Linked DNA regions of Mus musculus: regions 2 and 3 are each linked to region 1. A link is a contact called in public promoter capture Hi-C data. All regions are on one chromosome and are shown on one strand. The core of a region is the stretch at or near the end of the contact, and the rest is flanking DNA. Distances in the headings are between cores, read along the strand shown. Region 1 holds the start of Sertad2 (SERTA domain containing 2). Region 2 holds the start of Fbxo48 (F-box protein 48). Region 3 holds the start of Rel (reticuloendotheliosis oncogene).

Region 1 (3,074 bases), core at 233-2,732:
TGGGTAAGCAACTAACCCAGCAGCAGACCCAGGGCTCTCTGGTGTGGAGCCTTCCAGGAGGTTAAGTGGAGCCCAGGCCCACCTCATTCCTGCCAGTCACAAAAATTACAAAAAGCAATTCTGAACAGTTAGGGCCTGGGCCATCCTACTGGTGACTACAACCTCCAGGCCCTTTTCCATAGGTTCTGAACACTTCTTAACAAATACTAGGAATTCAAAAGCACGTTTCAAGAACAAAGCTTGAAAACAACGACTGTTCCTGAAAGCCAGCTAGGGTTTGACTGATTCTACTTAAATAAAATCTGCCGTTTCTGAGTCTGTCCCTGCTGACTGCCCTCCACTCAGTGCCTGCAAAACCGACTTTCTACTCCTGAAACTACCTAGATGCGAGCAAAAAGTTATTCTAAAACAGTCTCACTGCTTTGCGAAACTTACAATTCAATTTTCAACTCTACTGATTTGCTACCATTCCGGCTAAAGCTAAGACAATTTATAGTTAAGAAAAATATGAACAATTCAGTACTTTCTCTCGACGCAATGGTCCTCTGAAGTGCCCAGTGTCAATGGTACAAAGTCTACGCGTCGGGACAGCTGGCTCCCCTCAGCACCGCCCCCCCTCTGCCCCGTCATAGGCGGTTAACACCAAGATGACTTGTAGATTTCTAATTTAAAAACCAGGAAGGCATTAAGTTTAATAAACATTTGGATCCAAAATCAATTCACTTGGGCACGGAAGAAAAGAGGGTGAAGAGAACTGTTTTAACGCAAAACCACCGGGAAACTCTCGAAACACAATATAGCAAGTTGGATGCAAACCCAGACACGGAACTCAAAAGTGAAGCAGCCTCCCTGCCAGCAACCGGAATCTTTAAAAAAAAAAAAAAGTCTCGCACGTTCTCAGCACCAGAGCCACCACAGCGAGCGCGCGCGCGCGCGCACACACACACACACACACACTCACACACACACACACACACCAGCTGTGACGGCAAAAGCTCCGGGCCCCTGCCGCCCGGACCCCGCCCCAGGTCGTGACAGTCGGGGTCTCCAGGCGGCCAGCGGGTGCTCCCCAACCTGCCCGGTCCGGCCTCCGCTGCCTTGGGCTCCCGCCTGGCCCAGCCCAGCACCGCCCCTCGCCCGCCGGAGCCCAACCCCGGGGAGCCTCCAGCTCGGCCCGGAACTCACCACAAGCAGGTCCACCAGGAGCTAACGCATCGGAGGGGTTTCCGCCCACCCCTCAAGCTATGCCCGCTCCATGCGGGGCGCCCCCGCCGCGGGGCCGACGGTAGCAGGGAGCTCGGCGAGGCCGGAGCTACGACTCCGGCGTCCTCTGCTTGCGAGTCGGGAACATTATACAATGGTGGAGGCGGCGGGCAGCCTGGAGGAAGCAGGAGGCGGGCGGAGTGGACGCCCGGGCCGAGAGAGGTACAGCTCGTGCTCCAGCACTCGCCGTGCGGGAGTGACGTCCGCCTGCGAGCCTCTGGCGAGCTCCGGCCAGGCCCCGTAGGCCCCACCCCCTGCCTGGCCGGGCCCCGCCCCACCAGCCCCGCCCCTGCAGTATAGGCCCCACCCTGCCCCTCCCACCTCCTACTATAGGTCCCGCCCACCCGTGCCTTCAGGTCCAGATCTCCGTAGGCCCCGCCTCCAGCCGGTCCGGACCCGCCTCAGCTTCGCAGGGCCCGCCCCGGGCCCGCCCAAGTGCCATAAATGCAGATTCCCTCAGGGTGAACTCTCAGGAAGCGGCGGACAGACACCAAGCTTATGCAGCCTCTTCTGTGGACTGAAAGCTAAATAGGAGAGGTAGAAATGGGAGCGCCCAAGCCGGACCGCCACTACTACCACTAATGGCCCCCACATACTGGAAAACAGACATGACAGAGTGGGTGATGACAAAGACGGCAGCGCTGGCACAGTCCGCAGAGGAGCGCGACCACAAATATGACAGGCATCCGAGCTATTTGGCCACTTGGGCCGGCTGGCGGGAGGATAGGGTCCACCAATGGCCCTCGGAGATATGGGAATGGGGGGAGGGGCCAAGGGCTCCGTGTGGAGCTGACGACAGAAGTTGAAATGAGTCACCAACTAGTACCTTTGGAGTCGGTCGGACATACCAGAGTTGCATCCTTTATGGAGACCATGCAGCCAACCAGAGGGAGACCACGCTTGGAGAACACAGGGAACTGGAGGCGTGGTCCTCTGCCCACAAGTTTCACGCTGATAGCCTTATCTTTCCCATTTAAAAAACAAAAAACAAAAAACCCCAAAACAACAAAAAATCCTTAATGTTTTTAACTACTCAAACTTAGCAAGGAGCTTTATATTGTCCTTAGTATTAGCATGTGCCTAAGTGGTTCGAATTTAAGAGAACTAAGAGGCCAGGGACAGCTCAACAGGAACATTTATCATTACCTTTAAAATGGCATATGCATTCTACATAAAGATATTACAAAAGAAATTCAGGCACTTTAAAATTTTGGCTGCCACTCCAATCAATAATTTCTCTTCAGACCACTTTGCTGTTTAATGGTCCATGACACTAGTTGTATTTAAGGACAATAAAGCTTTAAGACCTAACATAAAGGTCTTAAACATCAAGACAAATTTATTCCAACTCAAACTGTTCTGTAATGATTTGTTATCAATCGAGTTGATGATCCTATCAAAATTAAATATGAGCCATCACCAGTTGTAGGACCCCTACACTAGGTAGGAAGAGGCAGGCAGATCTCTCTTAGTTCAAGGTCAGCCTGGTCTACATAGGCAGTTGTAGGCCAGCCAGGACTAAATAGTGAGAATGTGTCTCTAATAATTATAATAATTATTATTATGATGTGTGCTAAACGGTAAAGGAGACAATGTCAGGTTTTATTAATTAGAGAAGTAAAAAGGTTTTTGTTGTTGTTGCTGTTTGTTTTTAGCAAATCCTTGGCATTATCAAAATCTCATATACATGTTTCATGAGGTATAACCAATATCAGCTAATTGTATATCTCTCTGGCAAGTCATTATAATAGCACAAAATGGCATCGCATAGAGTATGAGGTCTTGCTCAGTGGCATAAACTTTCACACATT
Region 2 (3,074 bases), core at 346-2,845, 3.7 Mb after region 1:
CCACATCAAACATTTGCTGAGTTTAGTAATAATGACTACTTTAGTGTTTATTAAAAGTCTCTATGTGAACTGATGCTTTACCATTGGTTTCCTCACCTTCGAGCTAACAGAGTCACAAACCTGCTGGTCCTTTAGTAATCTGTATAAGAACTACTTAACCGTTTGGATGTAGTGGACAAGTGCATACTCTTGACATCAGTTTACCCAAAATAGTCCAGGATGAAGTCCTGACCATAATTATGGAGTCTCATATATTCAATTACACTTCAAGAGTGGTGTCTTAGAAATCAATCTATCTTATGTGCCTAATTATGAGCTAAGGATCACTGTCCCCAAATCTATTACTGAGTGACAAGTACAATCTAAGTAGTTCATAATTCAGCTAGGAATAGTATATAGCTATAGATGTAAAGCCTTATTCCAGCTAATGTTCTCAAGGACCACAGTGGAAGCTTCTGGAAGCTTCAAGGCTGCACACATCATCCTGGGCCATGTTGCAATATAAGCACAATTTGTGTTTACCTACTTTATAATACTTACAGTTCCTTTTGTGGTGGAGAATCAGGATACAATAGGCATTTGATGTATAGCTAAATATCTCTTCATTCAGTGACTAACAATTCCCTTTTCAGATGCACTACTCGAGTCTTTGTAGTTAGTAACATCATGGTGACTACCTTTGGTTAGGCTGTTTATGATCCAAACTGGTTGTGGTTAGAACTGTAATGTCTGAACTGAACAGGGGCTTCCTTTAGAAATAGAAAATAGAAAGCAACTTGGTGTGCAAAAACAAGACAAAACCCACAAGATCAAGTATTTGCAACGAACCTTCTCCCCTCCTACCACTGGTACAAACTAAAGGCAAAGTGTCATCTTTGAAACTAAGTTTCTATTAGGAGGTTACACTACACTCAGATGTTTGCTGTTTCTCCCAGGCTCTCCCTAGGAATAAAATCTTTCCTTCTGTCAAAGGAATTCCACAAGAGGCAGGAAGTTTTTCAATTGAACATTCTGTGGTGCCTTGGTCATATTCCCAAAAATCTCACTAGGAATCTTCTAAATTATCTCTCTTGAATGCCTCGAAAGCTATTCCTTGTATGTCGCCTCTTTTTGAACCAACCTTGCGGAAATATTGCGTTAGCTTGCGGTCCTCCCACCTCCTTTTCAAAGATCTGCTTCTATGTATGTGTATTGCCGGTTTGCTTGCAAACAAGTCTCAGCACACAGTGCGTGCGCTGCCCGCAGGAGCCAAAAGGGGGGTGGGATCCCCGAAATGGAGTAACAGTCAGTGGCAAGACCCCTCTGTGGACACTGGGAACTAAACCTGGGTCTTTGAGAAGAGCGGTCACTCTGGGCCACCTCCAGCCCCTCCATCCACCGTCCTGTCAAATGTCACTAGGAGTGAGCAAACCGAGAAAGAGCATCGTCGGGCAAGACTAGTTCTCAGGGAGCCCACACCAGTCCTGGCGAGCGCAACCACATCCCTGTGCTGTGAGGACAGGCAGGAGAAGCGACCGACCACAGCTGAGCACGCTGGTCCCTGTGCAGGGAAGGGCAGAGCTGCCTCTCCTACCTAAAGGCGCGGTGCCGGCTCCTCCCGCGATTTCAGTCCTCCGGATTTGAATCTTTTCCGGAAGGCCTTCATGTCCCGCCCTCTCAAGCCTCGCTCCACCCATTTGCATGCGCGGTGCCTTCTGGGATTGGTAGTTTACCCTGCGTTTCATCACCGTAAGGGAAGGAAAGAAAGGAGGCCCAAGTCACTGCAAGGTCCAGCGTCCCCGCTGAGTGACAGCGGGCACATGGGCGGGACTTAAAAGAGCGGGACTTACAAAGGGCGGGACTTACAAAGGGCGGGACTTGCAAAGGGCGGGACTCCCAAAGTGCTTTGGTAGCTAGCGAGGGCTTTGAGACGGCCGAGAGTTTGAGCGCCAAGGCTCTCTCTCCCCAGGGGACTCTGCAACCTGACTAGGTGCTCCTTCCCTGAGGTGTGTGCTCGACAAAGGTTGCTGAAAAAGTTCACGTTGAAATTTTTTTTGATGATAATATCGTGTTACTCATTTCCTTTGTTTCTTAGCATAGTAACATTCCAGGGAGCTGCCCGGGGAAGCTTAACGCTCGATGCGGTATGTATTCTATCTAGTAGCATCTTGCAAAAATATAGTGAAATATCAAGGACTACCGAGACTGCTATATACGATGGAATTGCAAACCTTTCAGCTTATGTGGTTATTAAGTTAGCTGAACATTGTAGTTTTGTTCCCAGAGAAGATATTTGCTAGCATTCAACATTTACCCCTTGCCAGTCTTTCGTGCAGTTCTGTATTTCTCTAAGACTGCTTTTGCATATTACACCCTTACGGCCTTTAGTTTGAACATTCTATATGTCTCTGATTATAAAGATGTTGAAGCTAAGAGATACTTGTTTACTTAGGCCTAATGGCAGAAAGCATCCTGGGGAACTTTCCAGGATGTACATATATATACATAGAAACGCTCAATATCCCCTGTTATGGATTCAAGAAACTGTGACTCCCCTGGGAAGACACATTTAAGAGCGGACTACCTCGTGTATTGAGCTTCTTCACATTCCCAGTTAATGTCTGAAATAAGAAGTCAGAGACTTACCAGAAGGAACAGACCTTGGGGTGAGAGCTGAGGGAAGGGAGCTGCTTTCATAAAAAACACCAATCCGATCAAAGCCATACATCCCACTAGCTGGCATAAGAAAGCCTATAGCTTTCTATAGAAGATATGAGTCAGAAATACAAGGAAAGAGGAAATGGTGTGTGTGTATGTGGTGGTGGTGGTGGGGGGGTGGGGGGAAGGGGGCACCATTTGGTGTGTGCTGGTTGGTTTTTGTCAACTTGACACCTTGGAAGAAGGAACCTCAAATGAGGAATTGTCTCACTCGGACTGGACTGTAGGCAAGTTTATGGTGGCATTTTCTTGATGATAGATCTATGGCGAGCCCAGCCCACTGTGGGCAGTATTGCCGCAGACTATCGCCTTTTTGGGTCTCCTATCTGTGTGGAACGGGTCTCTGGTTGCAGGTGGACAAGGAGTCGGCGAATGAC
Region 3 (3,074 bases), core at 378-2,877, 3.1 Mb before region 1:
TTTCTTTGAATAAAGACAGTAAGTAGAAACTATGTCATTCAGATATGGTTGAGTTAAAAGCTGAAGTATGCCTGCATTCATGTGTGTGTGTGTATTGGTGTGTTCAGTGTTTTGTGGCTCATCCTATCTTCAAAGTTATGATTCTGTGGTCTTGACCTCTGGAGCGCTGAACATAGTTCACCCTGCTAATTGTTTTATTTTATTTTATATCTTTGTGACTTGTTTATGATTGTGTTTAACTAAAAACACAACTGCTATTTATACTCTTTGAGAAGACAATTTGGAACTAGCAGATTTTAATTATTTCCTTCACTTTGGGGGAGTTGTATAACAGGATGAATTTTTTATGACAGGATAGTATATATTTTAATTATCCAACCCCCCCCCCCCCACACACACACACACACTTTGGCGTTCTTTGAAGCGCATGTAGAGGTAAGAGGACAACTTTTGGAAGTTGATTCTGTCCTTCCATGGATCAAACTCAATTTGTCAGGCTTGGTAGCAAGCGCAATTATTCTCTAAGCTATCTTGTTGGCCATGCAAGATGATATTCTCTATTTCCCCTCCATTACTTGTTTTAGTCAGTAAATGACTGGAGAACGTAAGAGGTGGAGCCAGATAACCCTGAGTTATTTCTGTTGTTGAGACAGTCCACCTACCTCAGCCTCCCGCGTGCTGGGAGTGCAGTGCGCTAAACGGGGCTGGATAATCTTAAGCTTAAATCGTGCAATTCCTTTCTAGAACTCTAAAGTATGGACAAGCTACTCAGCTTCTCCAAACCCCAATCAACCCTAATACTCGTGTATACAATGACATGCTAATACATCATAGACTAAGAGAACAGGTGCGTATTAGCAACTGAAGGCAAACAAGATTCCGCCTGACCTGTCAAAGCACCAAAGTTCGGTCCAGGCCTCAGGCCGTGGGTATCTCGGCCAATCTCTGGACGTCGTGTACATTTATACAGAATGGGGTTAGCGGCCTCGCAGTGCAGCTGAAAAACTTTGGTAGGTAAAAGACGTAATGTAGATATAGAGGGAAAATAAGGCTGCGGGGGTCCCCGTATGCAAATCTGCGCCTTACTGCCGAACGCGGGCGCTGGCGCTTCCGCACTTCCCCTCCAGAGCACCCGGACAACTCTCTGGCGCGGGGGCGGAGATTTGCATGTGCGAAATCGGGAAGAGGGGGAACCACCGGTCGAAAACCCCGGGCGGGCCTCGGGCGGCCAAGGAGCGCGCCCGGTGCACCGCCCGGCCCGCCTCCGGCCGCTCGGCCAGCATGACGTCACGAACACGCCCCTCGGCTTTAAGCGGCGCTCTCAAGGACTCTGGAGGAGGGGGATTTCTCAGGGACCGACGGCTTCTCACGCGCGGAGTCGTCGCTGCGCGCCCTCACGGAGCTCCCGGCGCGAGCGTGCAGGCTGTGGTGGCTCTGGAGGAAGTAAGCGCACTGGCCCGCGCGGGGTCGCGCGCCCGCCGCGAGGCTCCGCCCCCCGCCCCGGGTAGGCGGTGGCGCGAGTGACGTAAGCAGCGGGAAATCCCCCCCCCTCCCCCCACGTTCCGCCGGGCGGTCCGCCCCGCCCCCTGCCCCTGCCGCGGCATCCTGGCAAGGCGACGCCAGGACACTAGTGACCGGAGCGCGAAGATTCGGGGGTGGGAAGGTGTGAGCCGCAAACCCAGAGGAGCCGGGAAAGAAGAGGAGGCCCGGGGGTGGTCCGAGGACAGGCGTCCCGGCTGCGGAGGCTGCTCAGCCTCCTCACTGGTTGGCTGACTGACGGGCTAGCTGGCTGACTGCCTGCCTGACCGACTGCCTGGCTGACTGACTCACTGACTGACTGACTGGCTGCCTTGCAGCCTCGGGCCGGACGCTGGAAGCTGCAGCGAGCGGCGCGCGGAGCCGAGCCATGGCCTCGAGTGAGTACCGGGGCGAGCACTCGCGGGTCACGGGGAGGAGCTGTCGGGGGCTCCGTTTGGGGTTAGGACGGTCTGCCTTTCAAGTCTTCTCATCTGGCAAATTGTCAGCCGTTTGAAAAGTTGCCCGCTCCGGGGTTTGCGTGTGAAATCAAAGCGGCGCACTGTAATCTGATCTTCTCCTAATAGCCAGAACCTTCGAAATTCCCAACGGTGTGCTTTTAGGATCACAGGGGGTAATCTCAGTAAAGGAGAGCAGAGAAGCCTCGCGTTTAAAGACTCAGTGGTATGGAGACCCAGTTTTACATTTTTGAACAAAAAAGAGGAACCTCCGGACCTCAGACGAGCTTTCTTTTTTTAAGTCCAATCGTGCTAGCGGCTGACACTGGTACAGAATGTGGCGTGGCTGTGAAAGTCCTCAGTGGCGTTTTAATTCGTTCCAAGCGAAAACACTACCCCCGCCCCCACGAGCTAAAGATGTTGCTTGTCTAATTTACCGTGTAGAGACCTCGATCCCTTCAACCCCCAACCCCAAACCTGCACGCGCGTTTTGTTAGCAGCAAGAGGACGAGATTTGATTATACTTTAAAGTAACTGGTAGGGTTGAAAATGTCATCGTTTAATGTCAGTGTTTTATCTGCCACTAGTAAGTTTTGGATCATCTGCTTTGAGGGGGACATTTATAAGAAACAGTTTACAGGACAGGGGAGTTTAGTATGACAGTCGTACTATATGTAAAGCAAGCACTTGAAGCAGCTGAGATGGTGGTGGGAGCTAAAAATGACACCTTCTGTCTGTAGCAGGACGCTGACCCTTATCTTCCCAGTGACCCTCAGTAGAAGGCAGCCGACGTCTGGCAGAGAAGAGGAAGTAGAAAGCTTAGTGAACTCTTTAAGAGTTGAGCAGAACAATATCATAACTCCTGCTGTAAAGGAAACTGGGGTGTTTCACATGACACTTGATTTCAGTTTGTCTGTGGTTTTCATGAGAAAACAAGTGTAGTTTAAAATATTTCAACTTTCTCTTTACCCATTTAAATGAAGCCAGGCTTTCAGATGCTCTAGTAAATTTGTAAATTTAACTCATGTTCTGATTAGAAGCACAAAAAGGCTTTAAGTATTTAATTCATTGGTAATCAGAAAGAGATTTTTGTATGACATT

The links. Promoter capture Hi-C pulls out the DNA fragments that hold promoters and counts their contacts.
Region 2: a contact with region 1 is called in a promoter capture Hi-C map of pre-B cells, with 6 times the contacts expected there. The contact joins the promoter of Fbxo48 here to the promoter of Sertad2 in region 1. A contact is called at or near these places in 1 of 39 promoter capture datasets (pre-B cells) and 1 of 484 Hi-C or Micro-C datasets (CD4 T cells).
Region 3: a contact with region 1 is called in a promoter capture Hi-C map of pre-B cells, with 3 times the contacts expected there. The contact joins the promoter of Rel here to the promoter of Sertad2 in region 1. A contact is called at or near these places in 2 of 39 promoter capture datasets (liver and pre-B cells).

What each region holds. Positions count from the first base shown.
Region 1 is chr11:20,630,385-20,633,458 of GRCm38.p6, reverse strand. Sertad2 (SERTA domain containing 2) reads right to left here and starts at 1,482. Exons shown (of 2, transcript NM_001038625.1): 1 at 1,186-1,482.
Region 2 is chr11:16,949,931-16,953,004 of GRCm38.p6, reverse strand. Fbxo48 (F-box protein 48) reads right to left here and starts at 1,595. Exons shown (of 4, transcript NM_176982.2): 1 at 541-1,595. Eldr (Egfr long non-coding downstream RNA) reads left to right here and starts at 1,723. Exons shown (of 4, transcript NR_110425.1): 1 at 1,723-1,985; 2 at 2,075-2,123.
Region 3 is chr11:23,769,522-23,772,595 of GRCm38.p6, reverse strand. Rel (reticuloendotheliosis oncogene) reads left to right here and starts at 1,627. Exons shown (of 10, transcript NM_009044.3): 1 at 1,627-1,916. The coding sequence starts at 1,907.